2 separate regions of the Sus scrofa genome follow, and region 2 is linked to region 1. The links are chromatin contacts, called in public HiChIP or PLAC-seq maps. All regions are on one chromosome and are shown on one strand. Each heading gives the region's core, a stretch centred on a gene start, on an enhancer-like site or on the middle of the called end of the contact. The rest is flanking DNA. Distances are from core to core; before and after follow the strand shown. Region 1 overlaps DNM3 (dynamin-3). Region 2 overlaps DNM3 (dynamin-3).

Region 1 (3,246 bases), core at 270-2,769:
ATGTTGACCCCACCCTCCTCCATCCATTTTAAGGCACCTTCAAAGCCAGAGCACTGATCTAGTTCAGTTTCACCAACAAAGCCAGTCATCCTGCTATTTAAGACTCCAGTTCAGGGTTTTTATAACTGCACATTAACATGAGAGCTTTGATTTTTGGTCAAAAACTTCAGCTGCACTGTTTCATCAGACTGTTGTACCCTTTCTGCAGAAGAGTCCTCATTATTAAATCTCCATAATCTTTGCTCTCAGTGTTGATCTATTTCCTTATAAGAACAACCTCTCTGCACTGTCCAATAACCAATCCTGAGGAATATGATATTTCCCTTCTAAAAGGTCAAAAATGAACAGCCATGATGGTAGTCCAAGCTTTGTTTCCTCCAAAATTTGCACACCCTCCATTTTCTGTGCATTGTCACAGGCATTGGTCATTTCAAAATGCATGAAAATACCCTCGTCCAGGCACATGCAGAAAGGGGGTAGGGGCTGGAAAGATAGAGGAGCTGCAGTAGGACAAAGAACTTACTTTGTTGTTCCCCTGTGCATGTAGCCGCAAGGAAAAAAAATGAAGAAGAAATATGTTAAACATAAATTTATTTTAAAATCACGAGGTTTTTCATGCTAGAGCAAAATCCAAACAAATAATTTAACCATTCACTGACATCCCATTCATACACATACATAATCAGAGCTCATGGACAAGTCAAAGAATCTGCTTATATTAAATGAAATCATACATTTATAACAGCACAAAATGATGACAGAGATTTTCCCCCTTTCTTTCTACTTGAAATACTGAAAGTACGGGAAACTGGCCAAAAAGCATTGGTTTGAATTGGTAATAAGTGAACTGTTAGCATGAAAGGCAAAGTATTTAGTATGTCGGCTTGCCCTTTCCTGACAGTCCCTCCTCCAACATGCCAAGCAGTGGAAAATTTCATCAGCCAATGCATTTTTAAACAAACATCGCATCCTTGGCTTCGAAGAAGATGGTTAAAAAAAAAAGAAAAGAAAGAAAGAAAAAGAGCAGAGGAAAGGAGTGGGTGGTTCAAGGGAGACAGGGGAAGCAGACCAAGTTAAGCGCTCCATCTGTACCATTCCTTTATTTTGCAAATTATGAGTTTTGTCTTGGGTTGGCATGGGAAGCAAAAACTGTATAGTGGGGAGGCAGTCAAAATAAACACTGGTCCACATTCAAGAAAATGGGTTTGGAAAGATTAGTCACAAAAATGTAGTCATTTCTAAAAGGGACACTCTGGATAGAGACACAGAGAGCAGACAGCGACAGGCGGCAGGCAAATGGCTCTCCTGTTTCAAACTGGAGCTGCAGGAGTATGATTTACATCAAACAATTTAACTCACATATGGCTTAAAAAAATAAAACGGTGATTCATTACTCCCAGGGCAGCCGAGTCCTCTCAAGGTCAGATCCTGTGGGGGAGACGTGATGGGATATGGGCAGGGAACAGATCTGAACTCCTCTCACAAGGGGCCCAGAAGGAATTTCTCTCTCTGCTGAGATGCAGAGTTGCAGAGAGCTGTGAGCAAAGTGTGTGCATCTGTGGAAGAGCCTGAGCACAGGGTGGAGTAAGAGGTTGGGCTGGAGATCTGGCATTTAGTTTTGAGAGACCATGTGTGGGGGGAAGCAATATATACAGAAGTCTTCTAAAGAACAGCTAGGCAATGATCACAGGAGAGTGTATTTTCTGGAAAACAACGTCAATTGATGACTCTGGGGAAATGTCTAATTCAAGTACCATCATGGCCATCATATTTAATAAAAACATAAATTTAAAGACACTGATAAAATAGTGTAGAGAAACTTTTTGACACAGTGATTTGCCATGATATAACCATTAACCATTGGTTTATGTGATACATAAATAATTGTACAAGGATGAATGAAGTTGGGGAAAAAAGGGTCTTTTGTAAAGAATATGCCAATAATTCAATAAGGCAATAAAGATCCCTATGGGGAATTTTATCAGGAATAAAGTTCTATATTAGAGAATAATGGGACCCCAGTTCTCCAAAGAAGTGCAGTATTGCTGAAAATACCTCAAACAGATGGGGTTTATTGCATTCCACAGCAGTGCAGCTTTTGATGTACCAAATAAGTTTCAGGAGTTCAACCAAGTATTTCTGCACATTAGGGAATGACTGGCTTCCCTGCTCCGTGGCAGATGGTTCTGTTTGTAGTGGCAACAGTGATGTCACAGAGCAGGGGGCCTTAATCCTTAAATACAAGAAGTGTACAAGCAGAGGATGTGGGGTGGCTTTGCCATTTTTTTGTTTCCTTCAATCATTTCCCAATTGTCTATTCTGAGAAAGGCAGAATAGTCATGACTGGCAAACACTAAATGCTTTATAATTCCTCCACTACTCTGTGTGGCAGCATTTATATTTAGATCCTTGAAATATCTCCATTGAAGAAAAACTAAAGTCTTTGGAACTGGTCATGTAGCTGCTCTAATTTCTGTGGGAAGTGCTGCTGAATAAGCTAAGAATGAAGCTATGCAGAGCAGGGCTAGCAAGAGCATCTTCAGCCTTGTGCATGAGACTGCTGGGTATATGCATGAGAGTGGTCATTACCATGTTAATAAATATTTATGGGAGTCTGGGGCCATTCCTCATCACCATTGAGTGATACACAGACCTTATCCCCTAAGTGTCATTTGACACAGAGAAAAGTCCAGTTGTAGAATATAGCCAAAAAGACTTTCTGATGTCCCCAAAAGACTTTTATTATGGGAAGGTTCAGCCTCCAAGGCAGTCCTAAATCATGAATTATGCCTGGAAGAGTCCTGAATTCAGAGGTGTAGTGAAGTTCCAGGGTGCTTCACTTTCTACTGTCATTTTTCATCTATTAAGAAATCATACTCTAGAGGGAGGACCAGCTATCTATGCAGCTAAAAAACCTTGTAAAAAGTTGAGGTTTGACTTAGCAAACATGCAAAACAATCTGCACCAAATTTAGCTTCAGTACATGCACGAATTTGGGAGCTGCTTCTTTCAGATAGCCAGCCAACCAACACCTGAGGATAGGCTTATGAATTTTCATTTCCCCTGACAGCCTCTACGGCTCCCTCCTGACTAGCTGATGGAGCCTTCCAAGCCAGCCTGTCCACAGAACAGCATAACCTCGAGACTTCTCTGAGCATTTTGTTGTCCTCATCCCACAGTTGGGGAAATTCTCACTGATAGTTTCCAAAGAAAAGGGAACTATTAACCTCAGAATTCCGGCTTCAC
Region 2 (3,246 bases), core at 310-2,809, 80 kb before region 1:
CCAAGAGTTTTTAGTTGAGTTGGGAAGAAAGGCATGTCAACAGTGACCACAGTGGGGTAAGTGCCATGGCAGGATTATGCCTCAAGAGTTTCAGGGACACCTGGAGTCTCAGACTGGAGATAGAAAGAGGTTGGGGGTTAGGAGGACTTGAAGAAAACGGGAAAAGTTGAGGGGGATGGCATTCCAGGAATAGGAGGCAGTATGTATGAAGGGGGAGAAAAAAATTCGAAAAAGCAGTCACTGTCAGTTTGAGAATCAAGTGTTGTCTTATTCTTTATCACAAGTGGCAAAATTACTTGTTTTGCTCCAAGTCCTAATTTATGAAACAAATGCCTTTAGAGGGTTTTTAGTTGTTTTAAAATATGATTCCTAAAAAGCATTATTTTTGAGATTAATTTTTGTATTTTAGCCTCTGTACTATATCACTGACACAGATAAGCTGGGTACAGAAGACTAAAAGATATGCAAAGAAGCAGAAGGTTACAGAATACAGTGATGAGAAAACTACACAGAGAGAAAGGATGTGGTTTTTAAAGAGATTTACATGCTCATGGCTGTTGGATGAATTTAGGCAGTGTCCCCTCTGATGATTTTCTCTCTCTCTCTTTCTCCACCCTCTTCCCTTCCTCCCTTCTCTCTCCCTCTCTACCTCTTCTTTCTTTCAAGAAACCCCCAGAGAGATCTCCAAGAACTTACATGCTGTATGGAGAAACCTAGTCCCATTGATGGTAGCTGGGGTAAAACTATTTCTAACCCTCTTCATCTGCTTCTGTCCTCTTCTCCCTGCCCTTCCCCTCACTCCCACCCCAGGCACCAGGGGAAGGGGTTGGCCAACTCAGACTTTTGGGGGAAGGAGGAGAGGTTGGGAAGGAGGTGCTAAGGACTAGCTACTGGGAGAGGCAAACTTCCACTTTGGAGATGCACACTCCTTTGTCATCTCAAGTCAGGGAGAAGAAGAAAGAGAAGCTAAGATAAAGAGGGGAAAGGCAACACCTTGGATCTAGTACAAAACTGCAAAATTAATTTCTGCTTTGGAAAGCTGGAAAAGACCCTCTGCCCCTTTCTGATAGAGAGCAAGAATCCTTCTGGCATGAGTATGTGACTTAGGGTCTTACCTCTAGAAGGTAAATATGTAAATATAAATACTGATGTGAAAGTTAACTTTCTAATTCTCTTATTTTTGTAACCACAACAACAACAAAAAACTGAGCATGAGAAATTTGAAGACTTAGAGTTTATGTTGTACCAGCATTTCATTTCTGCCTGACCTGTATACACCATGAATTAAAAGGCCAGTTTTAAATGCACCACGTGGCATTTTCTGGTCACTTGTATCAGTGTGAGTGGAAAAAACAGAGATGAGTTACCGTTTACTAATTAGAATCCCAGGGACTTAGAAAGAAAGATTCCAGCAGGAGGAGCTCTAACATGCCTTAGATTTAAAAATTTAAAAACAAAAAAGCTGAAAGCAAACAGAAAAACAGAGAGGCAGTGTGCCTTGCAAGCTGCCATGTCAGTGGACAAATATGTGACCGAGTCCAATTAAATGCTTAGTGCGAAGCCAAGTGATGAGACTGGTGGAGACAGAACAGCCCACATTTTCTCCCTTCCATGAGCCTCTTCGTTCTGATATGCAGTTAAACTGGGAATGGATGTGTGGTGTTAGCTCTTACAAAACAGAGAGCAAAAGGCCGATTTCTTGGCAAGTCTAGAAACTATTCTTTTCCTCCTGAAGGGTCATATTGTTTCTAAATGAGTCTTTGACACAGGCTCAAAAACCACATTTTAAAACGAAAATTTCATCGGCGTTTGAAGGCGCATACAAAAATTCCTGAATGTTCGTTTCCTTTACTCAGTGGCTTGTTGGGCGCTTTTTTAAAATGAGGGAAATGCTGTGTTTGTAAAAACTGGTGCTAAAAGGGCAAGGAATCATATGTCCCTTGGGCCATGTAAAGAGTCTGCAGAAGGAATTAGAGCTTTCTAACACACATACACACACACACACACACACACACACAACTGGAATACAAAGAATTTATTCAGAAAAAAGAGTGAGAAGCATATGAATTTAAGAGTTACTGGATTTTTAGGGTAAGCCTTTCCATTTTGGACAGTGCTGTGGGAGAGGAATGAACGGCTGAGCATACAGGATGATCAGAATTACTTAACCCGAAGGAAATTTTCAACCCATCCCTTTTACTCACTCGCCAATAAGAAGTCAAACTTTTTGTTTTACACCTTAATGGTAAATGCAGTGTGCCCACATTTAAAAATTTTATACAAGCTCCTACAGAAACTTTAACTAGACCAATTCAGACCCAAAGTCACTAAATAAAGCTAGTCTAGACAGAAAAATCTATGAAAACCATATGTCTTTTAGGCATCTGTCTTACAAAGACTGCCATCATCTTGGAGAAATAGTCCACAAAAGATGCTTTTAGGAAAACACTGCTGTAATGACCCTGGGAGCTGTGCTTAAGGAGATGGCGGGACCTGAAGAGAGTAAAGCCAGAATGTTTACAAAGGAAAGGTTTCCATTTCTACATCTATCTGTCTGTAAACATCACTGAGAGCATGGGCAAGGGCAGAAATAATTTATATTTCTATTATTCTAGAAGGTATCAAAAAAGTTTACAGTTTTGTTCTTCCTAACCCCCACAGAATGCTGCACTGTAGGATCTCAAAGCAACTCTGTTCTCACTCACAGAAAACTGTTTTGAATAATGTTGTGTGCAGATGAGGCCAAAGAACCAGAACATTTTCTTCTGATTATTACCTCATCCTGCTGGCCCGCCAAACACAGCTAGAAGGCAGGTGTCCGGCCGGAGTAACCAAAGGAAGACTGTCCTGTATGATTGGGTGTAGGGCCCAAGTGCGAGACAAGCGGACTCAGAAAGACTAGGGTGCAAAGCAGGAGTGCAATGAGAATACCGTAAAGAGAAATGTCCTAAAGCCTTGCTTTTCTGATTTGCTTTCTGGACTGGAGACAAGGGTCAGTGTTACCTTCATTATTCTAGCCACATATTTTTACAACATAAAATGCGCTTTAATAAGTGGTATGAAATCCATAGACGAAAATAGAAAAGCTAACTCTCATGATAAAAAAATAACTACATTTAGACAGAATACTGAACAGTCTACGGAGACTATGAAAGGACTCGTAAATTGCAAAGATTCCTTGTTGACTCTCAAGAATATTTCACTGAGACTTCTTGCTCTACAGGGACAGGAACAACATAGCAGCAA

Evidence for each region. HiChIP or PLAC-seq counts read pairs in DNA pulled down with a chosen protein or histone mark.
Region 2: an H3K27ac HiChIP or PLAC-seq map of skeletal muscle shows a contact between it and region 1, with 3 times the contacts expected there. The contact joins two enhancer-like sites. A contact is called at or near these places in 2 of 47 Hi-C or Micro-C datasets (embryonic fibroblasts and epiblast stem cells) and 1 of 2 datasets of contacts at active chromatin or transcription factors (skeletal muscle).

The regions. Positions count from the first base shown.
Region 1 is chr9:114,704,529-114,707,774 of Sscrofa11.1, reverse strand. The region is part of intron 16 of DNM3 (dynamin-3); the gene reads right to left. Among named protein-coding and RNA genes, the nearest start is that of PIGC, 120 kb to the left of the region's middle. Within about 2 kb of position 1,519, at least 16 of the 83 cell types and tissues checked have an H3K27ac peak or open chromatin away from gene starts, as enhancers often do. A contact at or near this core is called in skeletal muscle, where this site is marked.
Region 2 is chr9:114,784,139-114,787,384 of Sscrofa11.1, reverse strand. All of the region lies in intron 19 of DNM3 (dynamin-3), which reads right to left. Among named protein-coding and RNA genes, the nearest start is that of PIGC, 40 kb to the left of the region's middle. Within about 2 kb of position 1,559, at least 37 of the 83 cell types and tissues checked have an H3K27ac peak or open chromatin away from gene starts, as enhancers often do. A contact at or near this core is called in skeletal muscle, where this site is marked.